Linked DNA regions of Danio rerio: region 1 is linked to region 2. The links are chromatin contacts, called in public HiCAR-type maps. All regions are on one chromosome and are shown on one strand. The core of a region is the stretch at or near the end of the contact, and the rest is flanking DNA. Distances in the headings are between cores, read along the strand shown.

Region 1 (2,700 bases), core at 47-2,546, 270 kb before region 2:
ACAATACAGAACCCCCAAACTATTGTACTCCATATAGATATGCTTATAATGAAACAATTATAAATTATAAATAATTCTGGTTCGAGTCCCAGCTGGGTCTGTTGGCTTTTCTTTGTGGAGTTTGCATGTTCTCCCCGAGTTCGTGTGGGTTTCCTCCTGGTGCTCCGGTTTACCCCACAAGTCCAAAACATGTGGTACAGTTGAATTGGGTAAGCTAAATTTGTCCATAGTGTATGAGAGTGAATGAGTGTGTTTCTCAGTGATGGGTTGCAGCTGGAAGGGCATCCACTGCTTAAAAACATATGCATGGATACAATGTGGGTTCATTCCGCTATGGTGACCCCAAATTAATAAAGAGATTAAGCCGAAAAGAATCATGAATGAATGAATGAATGAATGAATGAATGAATGATTGATTTAAGTTTTTTTATTATTATGATTTTTTCATTTTTCAATAGTACTTTGTTATTGACTCTTTACTTTGTTTTTTATTAAAACTTTACCCTTTTTCTTTTTGTCATTATTTTTCCTCCTGTTAATGTTAGAAGGGTGTGAGGGTATTTTGATTTTCTTTAATAGATGATTTAGTTCCTTTCTATCAGTTAGAGAACTTTTTATTTGTTGATTTGGCTTGAACTCCCTCTTGAAGCTTGCTTTATTCAAATTGCATTGTGAAGTGTTTGGGTTTTGGTAATTTTTCGTTTGTTTAGTCTTTTGGGAGGTTGCTCATGGGACATTATTACTGACACACACACACGCACACACACACACAAACAAACAAACTTCACTAACTATTTTGACTACTATTATGTTGTGTACCTGTGTTCCCCTAGACAGAATTAAGGGTATGTAACAGTTATTAAAAATACTTACATTTACCTTTTATGATTTATGATAGTATTTGAATTATAGGTATTTGTCATGCCAGTGTTTCGCAACTATATTCCTAAGGGACCATCCGACCTGCATTTTTTGGATGTCTTCTTGTCTGTCACAACCATGACAGGTCTTTTGGTCTCTGCTGATGAGCTAATGATCTAAATCAGGTGTGTTTGGTAAGGAGGTATGGAAAATGTGCAGAGCTAGTGATCCTCCAGGAACGTGGTTGAGAAACACTGTGGTATGCGATTTCATTTAAAGTACTTAATTTTCCTCAACAGAGTTGCCATGTCCTTTCAGCTCTAAGCATAGCAGAGGCGCTTTTATGTTTGGCATTGTGAAATAGTGCGGTAAAGCCCGCCCCCTCGCTCTGATTGGCCGCCGTGCTTTCGTCCACTCTGCATTGGTGTCGGTGTGCGCCACTGACAGACGCTGCTCTGGTTTGGCGCAAGTAATAAGCTGAAAAAAAGACTACAAAGTTGCAAAGCTGCACCTACAATTAATGACCGACGGGCACTGACAGCTCCACACAACAACAACAGCCCACACGAGAGGGCGTTTCTACTAGAATCAAAGGTCGTCTGACGCTGGACCTAGCAATTCGTGCATTCCCGATCCAGGTATACATTGTTGCTCCTCGTCGTTTCCCGTGAACGCGCCGGTAGCTGATGTCATTGGAACAGGTGCGCGAAACCAAGTTAACAACAGTCGCCCTAGATCGCGAGGGATTACACGCGGATCTGAGTGTTTTTCTACGGCGTTTCATTCATCAGCCGGTATTACCGAGCGATTTGAGGAGGCTAGATTATTTTTATGCGCCTGGATGAAGTAGGCTGTCCTGCCTCGGTGGTAGTTTATTGCCATTTCCGTGTCTTTTGCTCCTAGAAAGCGTTTGTTTGGATCGTGCGAGGACATTTGGCGACACACTTCTTGGTGAGCTCTGAAGACTAGCGTAGATTTTAAGGCAATGATCTATTTTACCTTCGCGTGAGCTTGTGCCTCAGTTCTGATGAATTTCGTGCGTTTTGACTGAACCATACTGGGAGTACAACCGAGCGATGTCAATTGTGAAGTTTTAGGACCTTTTTTTTACCTTTACATCAAGACATGGGAATGAAGCCGCTGTGCTTTTTAGCACTCTAAACGCGCTTGCATAAGGAAATAACCAGTTTGTTTTGAGAGACTCGTGTACGAAAGGGATTAATCATGTCCAAGACGCTGAAGAAGAAGAAACACTGGTCCAGCAAAGTGCAGGAATGTGCTGTTTCGTGGGGTAATGCAGAGGAGCTCTGCGCCGTGTTGGAGATACGCGGAGGAGCCGAGCACGGAGAGTTCCCGCACCTGGGACAGGTGTTGTCGGACGCGCTAGTGTGCCATGTCGGCAGGCTGCCTGGTCCAGGAGATGTGCTTCTGGAGGTGAACGGCACGCCTGTCAGCGGACTGACAAACCGAGACACCCTCGCCGTCATCCGCCACTTTCGCGAACCCCTCCGTCTGAAGACTGTCAAGCCAGGTTAGTTTGTCTGTTTGCTAATTAAAGCCTGAGTTATCTGTTTGTGACGCTACAATTACACACAAGTTTCTTTTTAAAACTCAAATAAATGCTAGTTTATGCATTTTAAAACTAGCATTTATAAGCAAATAATCTACCACTTTACGTTTCATTTTTGTATGTTTGAAAGTGGGTTAGCATCGCTTTTAGCAGAGCTTGTGCTCAATGTTACAATGTGTTGTTTAGCAACAGACAACCAATCACGAACTGACCCAGTGCCTGCCTTGTGAAAGCTTAAATTGCATTAAACAAAATAAAGATCCTATAAA
Region 2 (2,753 bases), core at 200-2,699:
TTATGATGTTTATTTTTTATTATTCAAATGGTCAAGTTCTGAGACAGAGGAAAGTTGAATGTGCTGGCCAGTTTGTTATTTGCCAAATAAATGACAATAGCTCAGTTTTAAATTTAAAACTTTAACAGACTGCTATTTACCCCCTAGTGATGTTTCATGAACTAGCCTAAAAGTAATAGCCTCTTCATACTTCTTTATTCTAAATCATTAGAAAATTTTTGGTACATCAAAAAGTGTGCATATGGTGACCATCCGACAAGCTAATCCAGCTAAATACAGTGCTTAAAATGTCACTAAAATGCAGTATTTAAATTGCATAATTTAATAGAAAATGAGTCGAATAACTGCAAAAATGTCCACTTTTTTCAGAAAAAAAGAAGCACCCCTTTCAATAGACTGGCTACACGACTGCTTTAAATAGTGATCAAATTCAATTGTGAAACAAATGAAGATTCACATCTCTATTCTTATTGAAACAAAAAAAAAACATGGTTTTCTCACTTATTTAGCGGTTATTATTTAACAGAATAAAGTAAGTATTAAGACACTACAGACACAGAATACAAACGCATTGTCAGGGTAACAAAGAAAAACAATAATAAAGAAATTGTCTTATAAGGAAACACCAGAAGTGGGAAATCAACCATCGTGAACAAACACTTTGGAAGAGTTCACATCAAAGGCAAAGACAAATCGATTCTGCGACTCGGTTCTATTGAAATGTAATTACGTCATAACATGCACAAACCTAAATTACATCATAATTGAGTCTGTAGTCATTTAGATCCTAAATCTAATTTACAATTAAAAATGCTACCATTACCCTTTTTTTATTCAAATCAGTAAATTTCTACTTCAAATAAATACTTTAAGCTTTGTTTCTCAGTCGAGTTGTTGACCCAAAAGCATCGTGAACCGATGCAGTTCGACTTGTGATGAATCGTTCAAATCAGTTTTAGATCCGACTGAAAATATCCGACTCTCAAGAACGCCTCGTTCACGAATCTGACATGGCTATTTTTAATTTGACAGACAGCCTGGCTCAAAAACGCGATGCTCATGCCGCAGTAACCGAAGACGTCTGTCTGATCTATCTAATGTATAATAAACCAAAAAATTGCGTGTATAAAAAGCTAAACAACGTCCTGTCTAACACCCCTCATATTAATCTAAGACCGCGCAACCACGATCGCCATCCGGATGTTGTCTGTGGCTGTTTTGCTGGTTGTGAGCGCATAGAAATGAACCTCCTCTCCGCGAAACGGAACCGCCCAGACCCGTGAATCTGCTTCAGCATTACGTCAGTCACCGGACGGGTGCGTGCAGCAGCGCACGCAGCCCAAGAAGCAGGGCATCGCGGAAACAACACTTCCCACAAAGCTAAAAGTTGTGCGCATGCGCATTATAAGCGGAAAAACTACAAACGCATGAGCTCCGATTGGCCACGCGCACAAGAACTACAACTCCCAGTTGACATGCGCAAAAAGTCCCTCTTAAAGCCTTTTAAATTTACGTGCAAAATGGCTGCACAGGTCGATCTGCTGCGCGTCAAAGTAGAGGAGAAGAGCAGGGACAGCTTTGACAAAGCCACCAAAGAAAAGAAAAAGAAGAAAAAACGCGAATGTTCGCCGCCCGATGACAAGCGTGAGAGATCGGAGAAGGAAGCAAAGAAAATAAAGCTACATCACCACCAACACAGTCACCAACATGAGCAACAACGAGCGCATCCACCGCACCAACAACAGAACAACCAAGCGCGCAACTTCAGCAAAGAGCAGGCACTCGTGCCACACCGCCACCACCACCACCATCACAACCACAGCTCCAAGAAAGAAGTACCTCCGGTCTGGCCGCCGCGCAAAGTCACACCAGCAGCAGGAGCAGCAGTAGCCCACGTCCCGCAGAAGACGGTCCAGCCGCCGTCCCCGCTGTTCACTTTCACGCCGCTCAAAGTAGCGAAGGCCAAGCCCCTCAACAACAAGCCCAAACACATCGAGAAGGACGCCAAACTTAAGCCCAAGAAGGAAAACGCCGAGGCTAACGTCAAAGTGGGGGAGTGCAAGAAAAAGAAAGGTAATTTTATCGTTGTTTACACGCGAGCTAAACCATTTTACATTTCTGGCTGACTTCCAAGCTGAGAAGTGAGCGGAGAAAGTGCCGTTAGCCTCGCTGCTAACCCATGCGCGAGCACGCCCCCATTCACACGAGCTCACTGTACGTGCAGAAGAACAGTTCTGCTCAATATGAGCGAAAAAGAAAGTTTTCACACCCGCGAGAGTGCTTTTAAATTAATAATATAACTTATTGTTTCAGTCTCTCAGCACTAAAGGCGCTCTCCTTTCGTCTTTCATGTTTACTGTTTAGTATCCCTGATACTGATTGCATAACAGCATACTGATTCATTAACAACATACAATAATAATAATAATGCCATGCTATTGTTTAATGTGTATTGCAGTGTCATGTACTCTATATAGAAATCAGCCTGTACTCTATCACAGGACCGTTTTGTACTATGATTGTAACTTCCTACCACCAGTGTTCTTGATTAAGAAATAGAATTGATATTAAGTAGTTAGTAACAACATCAGTAGTATTCACGGAATTGTGGCTGAAACTGGGGTCACTATGGTTTGTAAATGAATGTAGATTTTGCTTTGGAGTATCTTACAAAGATGTCAAGATTTCTGTCAGCTTTAAAAAAGTTTTAATGCGTTTCTTTTACAACTTAATGCTTTAAAAAGAGGTTGAAA

Evidence for each region. HiCAR-type assays count read pairs that join an accessible place to other places.
Region 1: a contact with region 2 is called in a HiCAR-type map of caudal fin, with 7 times the contacts expected there. The contact joins the promoter of magi3a here to the promoter of rsbn1 in region 2. A contact is called at or near these places in 2 of 18 Hi-C or Micro-C datasets (caudal fin and an unstated tissue) and 2 of 4 datasets of contacts at active chromatin or transcription factors (caudal fin and embryo).

Annotation. Positions count from the first base shown.
Region 1 is chr23:29,406,198-29,408,897 of GRCz12tu, reverse strand. It overlaps magi3a (membrane associated guanylate kinase, WW and PDZ domain containing 3a), which reads left to right and starts at 1,296. Exons shown (of 21, transcript NM_001365194.1): 1 at 1,296-2,392. The coding sequence starts at 2,086.
Region 2 is chr23:29,137,036-29,139,788 of GRCz12tu, reverse strand. rsbn1 (round spermatid basic protein 1) reads left to right here and starts at 1,449. Exons shown (of 7, transcript XM_021469974.3): 1 at 1,449-2,073. The coding sequence starts at 1,476.